2 separate regions of the Oryctolagus cuniculus genome follow, and region 1 is linked to region 2. Evidence: chromatin contacts called from public Hi-C data. All regions are on one chromosome and are shown on one strand. Each heading gives the region's core, a stretch centred on a gene start, on an enhancer-like site or on the middle of the called end of the contact. The rest is flanking DNA. Distances are from core to core; before and after follow the strand shown.

Region 1 (5,187 bases), core at 2,658-5,157, 280 kb after region 2:
AGGCTACTTGATCTTCCCAGGAAGGTAGAGTGCCCCTGAGTAGAGGGACCATTCCTTTCTGTACAGAGGAGGATTCAGGATGCCTCGCCCAATACTGAGATTCAACTTGACATCACTTTTCCACGGATTTTTGTTCATATCTGCGTCTCCAGCTCCCTGGGCCCTGTCCACGGCAGGGGGCAGGGCTTCAAAAAATTATAGCCACAAGCCCAAGGAGTGGTTGTGTTGTAATTTACAGTGATGCCTTTAGCAGGAAGCCAGGTCAAAAGAATTTCTCAACGTAGGTGGTAATGGTCAGTTACCTGGTAGAACTCAGCAGTGGGCAACTTCAGGAGTATGGTCTGCCAGTGGGGAAAAGTCTGCAGCTGTCATTTATAAATCTATTCATCTCATTTTTATTAGGATTAATAAAACACCAGGCACAGTACAAGGCAGAGAAGGAGTAGGGATCACTAAGACAGTCCCCTCAGAAACCTGAAATCCTTCCTGAGTGAATTCTGGTAACTTTAAAGCCCCTCCCTGGGTACCATTTCTGACAGGCATTGCAGTAGTCCAGGCATTTTACAAACAATGGATCAATCAAATAACAACTGCTTTGCATCGAACACATGGTAAGCAAATATACTTCAGACAAATGTCCAAAGTCTGTGTGGATAACTGGCAAAACTAAGCTATCAGTTCTGGGGAAATCAGAGTAAAAGGTAGGTGATATCTACAATGCCTATTTTCACCTTTATTCTTTACACTATTTACACCTTTATTTATTTTTGACAGGCAGAGTGGACAGTGAGAGAGAGAGACAAAGAGAAAGGTCTTCCTTTGCCGTTGGTTCACCCTCCAATGGCCGTCGCGGCCAGCGAGCTGCAGCTGTTGCACCGCACTGATCCGATGGCAGGAGCCAGGTGCTTCTCCTGGTCTCCCATGGGGTGCAGGGCCCAAGCACCTGGGCCATCCTCCACTGCACTCCCTGGCCACAGCAGAGAGCTGGCCTGGAAGAGGGGCAACCGGGACAGAATCCAGCGCCCCGACTGGGACTAGAACCCGGTGTGCTGGCGCCACAAGGCAGAGGATTAGCCTAGTGAGCCGCGGTGCCGGCCTATTTACACCTTTATTCTTTACACTTCCAACCAGGACACAAGTGTCTCAGCCTTCTGCCGACACACACATGGTTCTATGGTATTTGTATTCCACAGACATCTTTTCATAAGTTCATTCCAGATTTCCTGCTTTTATGATGAAGTGAAGTACAAGCATCTCATTGCGTCACTGGGCAACTTTAGGAAAAACCTAGAGGGTGTAAACCAAGTTTCTAGCAGCCACAAAAGTGAGATGGGGATTGTGTTTTTGCCGCAGAAGGACGTGTGCTGATGACAGCCGGGGCTTGCTGCTAGCACGCGTTTCTGCAATCTATCCCCCTGTGGTATGACAAGTGCTTTCATTAACTAAATCACCGTTTAGTAAAAAGACTCCAATCTTCTCAATTCAGAGTCGGAAGGACTGTGGAGGAATGCTCTTTACTGCTAATGTGCATCGTGGTGAAATCACTGGTACCTAAGTGGCCCATATCCTGGCTATTACAGAGAGAATAGTTGTCACATAATCACATTCAAAGGCAGGAAGAGACATTTAACTGACTTCTGAAATCTCTGAGAAGTCTTTATATCCCAAATAGAATGACTCATAGTATGGTGTTTCTAATTAAAGTGTGTCAATGTTGGCTACATGTTTTAAGTGCATCGGAATTTGAAATGAAACTGTATTTGTAAAAGCTATTATTTATATATCTTTATACTTAGGTTCTCTGTAGCCTTTTTTCCTTCAATACAGTTGAATTTCAACAAAATATTAGCAAGGCCCTCAGTTTTCTTACGCCCTTCTGCCATTTGTGAATATTAAATACCTAAATAGAATGCTAGAAAAATGAAATATTTTCATTTAGCTAAATAATTGAGGAGAGCTGAATATTGCTGTATTTAGTGAGCAGTTTCTTATTTTGCTTTTATCCCTTCATGTTACGTGGTAAGCACACTTCCACGTCATTAAAACTGCTCATACATATGAATAATCCTCTACAATTTCTATGATTTACTTATTCATGGCCCTATTCTTGGAGATCGATTATTTGCAAGTGTTTTTATTATTCTAAGCACATGATGATGAATATCTATATTAGATGAGTTTTTAAGAAAAAGTTAATGGGAATAAAATTGCTAAATGAAAGGGAGTGAAAGTTTTTAAGATTTTTGACAGAACAGCCAAAGCATCCCCAGGCACCTGCCATCAGTTCAGAAACCATGCTTCCTCTCCTCCTGGTATCGTCGTCTATACCTGATCATTCGGGATCTAATCGTCCGTTAAGTTCCTTCTCGTTCCCTCTCCTTGTGGCTGGTTTCCCAGGGTTTTTATTTTTTAATTTTCATATGTGAGCTCATGTCCAGTTGGCCAAGATTCCATTTCCACAAAGGATTTGCTCAGGATTGTGCTGGGGCTCTGTGGTGCTCTTAGACCCACTTTACTTTCTTAGTTTGGCTTGGCACTTACAGACCCAACCAGGAAGCATGAATTCTAGCCCTGAACCTGAGCAGGAAAGGGACTTTGGTTATGAGTGTTTGTAGGTGGTCTGTTTCCATTCTAGCCTAGGAGAAAACAAAGCAAGAGAAAAAAAAAAGGGGGAGGAGGATAGAGAAAGAGAGAGGGATCTTCCATCTGCTGGTTCACTCCCCCAGTGGCTGCAACAACCAGGGCCGGGGTGGGGTGAAGCCAGGAACCTGAAACTCCATCCGGGTCTCCTGCATGGGTGACAGGGGCACATGCTGCCTTCCCAGGCGCCCTAGCGGAGCTGGCTTGATTCAGCCATCTTCACACTCACAGGTCAGAGACAACTGCAGGGCCCGCCAGAGTCAACAGGGAGGGAACCAGAGGACCTCAGCCAGTTGCCGTGGAGCTTCACCCAAATCCCTCAGCCATGACCGAAGCCCCAAGGCAGACAGCGTCTGCAACACCCGCTTGTCACTCTGGTTTTGGTCCCGAAGAATTCTCCCTACTTTCTCAAAATTTCTGCTCTGCATTAGAAGTACTCGACCCTCTTCTTTGGTGGTGCTGTGAACTGGAAGACTTTCCTAAGACAACTCGGGCACTGCGTCGCCAGATGTGGTCCCTTCTGTAATCTCAGGGGCTCGTGCTGCCCTCCCTCCCTCCCTCCCTGAGTAGTGTCAGCACCCAGCTCACCGTCCAGCTCACTGCTCACTTCCAAGTGGGTCACCAGCCCACAGCTCAGCCTCTCAGTTTCCTGAACTTCTCACCTAGTGACCTTCATCCTCCCTTCCAACCACTCGCACTCTAAACTTTTCCCACATCAGCATCACCAACTTAAAAATGCTTTGCACCCTTTTTGGATCGGTCTCTCTGTGTCTAATTCCTAGATTCCTCCACAAGCCCCATCTCCCCTTCCCTCCCAATGCAGTTGACCTCCCAGAGCCTCAACCTGGCCACTCTCCATCCCCACCTACCTCACCCTGCCCGAGCCCAAACCCCAGACACTGTGGATATAACCATTTACCTTTACTACACTTCCCGGGGGCTGCTGGGAACAACCACACAACCACAGTGGCTCTAAGCTGCTCAGCAATTCTTTTCCGTCTTTCTTCTCTGAGTCACACAATCCCACTGCCACGTTGCAAAGTGGCCTCATGGAGAGACCCCCGTAGCCAGAAACAGAGTGGCTGCGATCGGAAGATTCCCAGTGAGGCGCTGGGGTCCGCGGGCCAAGAGCTCAGAGAACCAGGAAGCCTGCCAGCAACGACGTGATGAGCTTGGAAGCAGAGTCCCCCAGCTGAGCCGGGAGATGACCGCGGTCCTGGCAGAGGCCTTGATTGCAGTCTGGGAGGGATCCTGGGCCCAGAGGATCCAGCTAGGACAGGCCTGGATGTTTGACCCACAGAAATAATAAATGGGTTTTTGGAGCAGCCACATGTTAGGGTAATTTGTCACGTAGCAATAAATAATCAATACACGCAGGCCCTCCCCTGCACTGGCGCCTCTTGTGGCTGTGAGAAAGGAGCTGCTCTTGCATGCTTGCACCGCCTGGGAACCAGCCCCACCCCCCACCCCCCACCCCCCATCCCCCATCATCCCAGGACTTGCTGTGTCTCCCATGCAAGCCCCCGCTCGGAGCTCCTGCCCCGGGGGCTTCCTTGGCTTTACCGTCACACCTGGCCACCTGTGTCTTCCCGTTTCCTTCTCCCCCTGGAGCAGAAGCGACGTGAGGAGGTGACCCAGGCTGGGTGTCCTTGCTCTAACCTCCATTCCTGGTGGCCCCGGGGTGACTGCCTGGTGATGGAAGGTGCCATGAATCGGTTCTGATGTTTCTTGCAGACACAGGCGCGTGCGATTTCATCTGTGGGGCTTAGCCTTACCACATCACCTGCTTTACACATGTGTATTTAAATGTGAAAGTCTGGTTAAAAACCACATACGTAACAGGGTTATTTGCTGAAATTGGCATTTTCACTAGTTTTGGGGGGAGGGGGTTGTTACTGGTTTTCTTTCCCTATGAAAAGACTCACCCTCCTCGCAAATGGAAATATTTTCCTTCCTTCAACCAGGACGTCCCTTTCACCACAAGCTCCTGTATGCAGAACTTTTAAAAAGGTGTCTTTTCCTCTTGGCAGAAAAGATCCGGTGCCTAGCTTGGCACACAAGGTACAGGCTGGATTTCAGGCCCCCAAACTCCCCCACAGCTCACGATCTTGAGCAGTGAACAACCTATACATCCTTACTTGGCCACCCCATTTAACTCTTTGTACAGAGAAAGCCCAAGGCCAGAGATGTGCTCTCTTCAGCTCTGGGCCCCCTTGCCTCCTGGACGAAAGGCAAGAGCTACGCAAGTTACCTAAAGGTAGATCATCCAAAAAGGGGTAACAGGGGCTTTGCAACGAAAAGAGGGGATTTTCCAGATGCAGCTCTGATGCCCCTAGCCTGGGGCCCGTCTCCAGCTGCCACACAGCCCAGCACCCATCACTATGGTCTGTGCAGGCAAAACAGCCCCGGGGGCGCCTTCCTCCTTGTGCTTGGCCTCTGCTACAGAGCTAACCCCTGAGAGGGTTGCCGGTGCTGGCAAATGAACTGGAGATGGGGCGTCTGGGACCGGACTTAGATTAACTTAGAGAATAAATCAGGAGAACGCCC
Region 2 (5,413 bases), core at 8-2,507:
CTGTGAGTCTAGGTCCTACTGCTCCCTGTCTTATTTGAAAAATTTTTTTCCTGACTATCCATTCACTCATATACTTACTGACTGTACGTCAAATGACAGGCACTGTTCTAGAATTTGGGGACAAAGCAAAAACCAAAATTTCTGCCTTAAGCTTATTCTAGTGAGGGGAGACTCAAAAAGTTTCTATACCACAAGGTGCTATGGATCATGTAAAACAAGGGAGGGATATATGCTATTATTAAATACATGCTCAGGGAAAAGCTTGTAAGGAACATGACAATTAAACACCAACTTTGAGGAAGATTTACTTGCAGTAAAAACACTTCAGGGCCCCAATAAGTGTCAAGATCCTCATCACAAATGGTATTTGTCATAGTGTTGAGTAATATTTTGCTGCACATGCCTGGTCTCCTCAGATGTAGTTGTTAAAAGCAAAAACCCTGTTTCTGTAAATTCCCAACAGCTCATAACATTATCACCTATTGGTTATAGATGACTGAAATATCAACTTATTTAAAATACTACTCTCCTCAATAAAATTGGGATCTTGAAATTTGGAGTAAAATCAGCCTGAATCACAATATACTCCATTAAGACTTGTGGCTTAGTGGCATTCTCCTAATTGCAAAATATAAGACATGCTGATTTAGACCTGCTTAGCCAGCTGTAATGAAATTAGTACCTCATGAGATTGACTTAGAATAGCAACAGGGCAAAGTAACATCCAGTGACTGTAAGACTTGCCAGTTTTGACAATCTTCAAATTTAGATAGCTATCAAAATAAACTGTCAATCCTTCTAAGATTTACCTTCCTAATACATAAACCACCATCTGACCTTTTGCTTCTAAAGGTTGTCACTTCAATACATTCTTCAGTACCTTACTTCTGAAAAAACAAGCTCTTTAGCCAACATTTTTTCTTAACCAATGTAGCCAGAATACCTAATGTTATTATTTTTTGTAATTTTTAAAAATTCTATAATTTACTTAAGATTTAAACTGATTAAAACTTGGTAGAGCAAAGTTAACACCTAACAGCTTTGGAAAAGCCATAATAATCAAAAAATTACAGATGAAGACACTAATAATTTAGATATAAATGCAGCTCACCTGCCAAAAACAGTTCTGCCCCAGCCATTCTGTTCCTAACTCAAACTGACACTGTCACCACAGATTTTTACAGTCCAGTCCAGGTAATAACACATTAGTCAGGTGCACAAGAACAAGGGTCACTAATCTGTCTGTTTCAAGAAGTCATAGTTTACCAAATAATCAACAATTGTGATGGTATCACTGCTTACACCTTGAAAAAGTTTACAGAAGTTAAAACAAAAGCAACTTATCAAAAACAGGGAAGGTTTTCAACTCTGTATTTTAACCAAGTATGAACTGTTCCAAGCATTAAATAATGTTGAAAACACAAACTGTCTAGTTGGAACTGAAGTAAATATTTCTGATTTTGACCTAGGGACTCACTGAAGCCAAGTTAAGTTTTCTTGATTATTTCTTCTACTATTCTGTTTCCTGATTTCAGTGTTCCTAAATCCCAAAAGCGAGTCATCAGGCAATGCTACAGGAAATCTGAATCCTAACAACCTTAATATTCAGCTTTACCATATTTTTGAAATCATTCTTTGTATACAGCAAGGGAAAACTTAGCTTCCTACCAGTGGAACTTTCTCAGGAAAATTCTTCTCACCACTGAGAATAAACTCAGCATTTCAAAATTGAGTTTAACCAGGCCACTTTTCTACATACAGCAAATTAAACCATGTAATTCCTGAAAAGGCGTGGAAAGGATTCAAAGAAATATTTGAGAACATCTGCAAAAAAACAACTATGACAACCATATAAATAAATGAATACACCAATTCCACTCAAGTTATGAAGATATTTTCCTTTAATTTCACCAAACATTTCATATTCATGAAGTCATTTAATTCAGAGCAAATCCAAGCTTATAAAATTAAATTTAAAAATATTACAGTATTTACAAGACAGGGGATAGTTGCTGCTATAAAATACAAACATTAAGATTTTTCTCTTTAATACCTGCCAGTAAAGATGGCAGAACAGTTTTGACTCTGAAGATATTGATTACTGAACATAATGAGGGGCCCACTGCAGAGAATGTGATTATCCCAAATCTTCTATTTCTATAACTTTAGACCCTCAACATTTTTCTTCAAGTTCAGCAGCTCCTTTTCCTGGCGCCTTTTCTCCAATTTGAATGCTAACTTGTTGGCTTTCTTCTCCACTCTCCGTTCCTGTACAAGAGTATACTTACGTTATTTCAAATCTTTAAACTGATACAGACTACTTTCATAAACAAAAGTTTCCTGTAACTTCCCTTCTACCAGGCAGGGTAACATTTAAAAAATATGCTTTACCTTGCGCTCTTCTTTTATAGCTTGCTTTCTCACTCTTTTATCTTCTTTGCTTTCATTTTTAGAACGTGGTTGGGTTGATACCTTTGGCAGATCACTGGCATTAATCATCTGCATTCGTTCAACTTGCTTTGTTGTGAGTCCTTTCACAGGAAGGACATTGAGAGGTATTCCTGTTTTAGAAGACAGTCGGATTTGTTTGGGCTAAAATAAAGATGAAATGGCACTACAGTTATTTACTATTCATACTTAAAAATAGCACAGCTATGACACACTATTGGTGCTTTTCTGATAAGCACTCTAGTCACAAGGATAAAGATACTGAGAAAATCTGTACACTCCATTTCCTGCATTGCACATTTCAAAGAGCTAAGGACAGTTGGACTTACCTTTGGTTGATACTTGATAAGCTGTGGGTGATTATATAAATTTGAATATGTGCCTAAAAAAAACAAAAGACTATGTATGAATAAGCTTTCACAATCAGCACACTGAAGTCTTTCTTATAAATGCTTATTAAATTATTTATCATAGGAGTATTATCCTCCAAAATCATTTTTCCATAATATCCTCAAGCCTAACTTCTTCTAAAATATATATACTTTTGGGACAGTTAGCACATGATAGTTCAAGTACATGGCTCTCAGCCACTCACGTGGGCGATCAGGATTGCCTTTTGGGCTCCTGGCTAGAGCCTGGCCTAACCCTGGTTGTTGTAGGCTTTTGGGGAGTAAACCACCAGATGGAAGATCTCTATCAGATTAAGATAAAAGTAAAAAATTTTAAAAACTAAATTTATATATCTATCTTCCAAGCTGACGTATTAATCCTTTAAAATTACTACCAGACCTTTGCCAATGAAATGGACACTAAGATACTTACTACAGATGGATTCACAATCCCACTTCTCCTTGGGTTCTTCAAGAACAACAGTAGTAAGTTCTTCCTCCTCAGACTCATCAAGCTTATTCATTGGCACATCTTGATCTTCAAAGGGCTCAATAGTATTCAATTTCACACAGCTTTTGGTTGAGTTTTTAAAAGTGAAGACATAGGAGGGGAAAAAACACCATTATACTATGTGTCACTACAGCTACACTTAGAGCTATGGAAACAACAATTTTTAAAATGCATATACTCCTGGGCTCCTGTCCTTGTTAAAACTTTATTCTACCCAGGCCTGCTCCTTTGTTACAGTAGATTCTAGACATTCACTCTACTGCCAGGTATGTAAGATTATAAGACATATTAAACATGTTGGTACTTGTCCTAAGAAAACAAGTTTTTTTAAAGCCCAGAGAAACATTAGCTCATCTGTTTTCCAAAAGTACTCACAGTACATAGTTTCTTTTCCCACTATGGGATCTACATAGTACAAAGATCATGGAAGATCAGACCTTTCTAGCAGATTTAAGCATCTTGATAGTTTCAGAGAAGAGTCATCTTTGAAATGAATGCTGAGCTGCCAAATAATTGACTGGTCAGTTCTGCTAACCCAGTTGGACAAACAAACTCTTATCTTTCTGTAAACCATGAACACCTACTTCTCAGAGCATCTGGCATTTCAGAAAGATGAAAACAAAGTATATACTTGTAAGTCAGAATAATTTTTCACAGTGGCTAAAAGCACCATAGTATTCTCCAACTGGAAGAAGATCCTTGGTTATTCTAGGACTCTTCAAGTCACAGATGAAGAAAGTAGTTTTTGGTGTGTTCCCCCTGTTATTTTCAGCTTCAGAACTCTTCATATCAAAACAAAGACAAAACAAGGAGCAGATCTTTAGCCTAGCAGTTAAGAAATCCAAGTCTCATATGGGAGTACCTGAGTTTGATTCCCTACTCTGATTACAGTTTCCTGCCAATGCAAACCCTGAGAGGCTGTGGTGATGGCTCAAGTAATTGGTTTTCTGCGACTCACAAAGAACACTTAGATTCAGTTCCTACTCTGAGTACCTGCTTTGGCCCTGGTCCAGCCCCAGCAATCAGGTGGGCATTTGGGGAATAAAGTAGCAAACAGCAGGTGGGAAGTCTTTGTGTCTGTCTACCTCTCAAGAAAAAACTGATGAATAATGTATAAGGCAAAATGTACTGTTTCTTACTATAGATACTGAAGAGCTAAATTTTCTCACAAATCATTTATCAAACTACAGACTTTACTTGGAGATGAAAAAAAGCAGGTAAACAAGGAAAGTCATCATACTTCTCTGCCTTCTCCTTATAGTAGTCATTCAAAACTTCCTGTAAGCGACTGCTGTCTACTTGAATGGAACCTTCCAACTCAGTGTTGTCCAGAGCCCCGATCTCATCATCATCGTATTGTTCATAAAACTTAAATATAAACAGAGAAAAGATTTCATAAAAAAGAGGAAATGTACTTAACACTACAGCATCCAAACATTATTTTCACAGTAATTTTATTCCTATATATTAAACACTATTTTAAGACCACACTACCATTACAATATACATAGGATTTAGCATTGTTAAACAGTAGGTTGTAGACTTTTTAAATTTAAGGTTTATTAAGCAGAGTGACACAGAGTGAGAATGAGAGAGATCTTGCATCTGCTGGTTCACTCCCTAAAGGGCTGCAATGGCCAGGGTTGGGCACGGCTGAAGCTGGGAGCCTGGAACTCCATTCGGTCTCCCATGCGGCATCAGGGACCCAAAAGTACTTGGGCCATCATTTGCTGCTTTCCCATGTACGTCAGCAGGACCTGAACTACTGCTCCCAAATGGGATGCTAGCAACACAAATGCCATTTTTGGCATATAAGACATTTCTGCTCAGTACTTTTTTAAAATTTTGTATTTAGACTGAAAATAGGCTCCCACTGAACATGAAGCAAGAAGCAGTCACTCTATTAAGTCTGGAGAAAAAGTTGCTAGGCACGTGGGAGACCTGGACTTGGCTTTTGGCTTCAGCCTGGCCCAGAACTAATGAGGGTATTTGGGGAGTGACCTGGTGGATGGGCGAACTCTTTCTCTGCTTTCCAAAAGAATAACATAAAAAAAATTAAAAAGTT

What was found. A called contact is a pair of places that touch in the nucleus more often than the background predicts.
Region 1: a Hi-C map of an unstated tissue shows a contact between it and region 2, with 2.9 times the contacts expected there. The contact joins the enhancer-like site here to the promoter of ZC2HC1B in region 2. A contact is called at or near these places in 2 of 6 Hi-C or Micro-C datasets (psoas muscle and an unstated tissue).

What each region holds. Positions count from the first base shown.
Region 1 is chr5:24,928,269-24,933,455 of mOryCun1.1, forward strand. All of the region lies in intron 1 of PHACTR2 (phosphatase and actin regulator 2), which reads right to left. Among named protein-coding and RNA genes, the nearest start is that of PHACTR2, 63 kb to the right of the region's middle. Within about 2 kb of position 3,908, at least 1 of the 8 cell types and tissues checked has an H3K27ac peak or open chromatin away from gene starts, as enhancers often do.
Region 2 is chr5:24,646,968-24,652,380 of mOryCun1.1, forward strand. It overlaps ZC2HC1B (zinc finger C2HC-type containing 1B), which reads right to left and starts at 1,258. Exons shown (of 8, transcript XM_051855300.2): 1 at 1,112-1,258. The coding sequence starts at 1,139. It overlaps LTV1 (LTV1 ribosome biogenesis factor), which reads right to left. Exons shown (of 11, transcript XM_002714857.4): 7 at 4,589-4,716; 8 at 3,271-3,410; 9 at 2,778-2,830; 10 at 2,392-2,592; 11 at 1,884-2,268. The coding sequence ends at 2,158.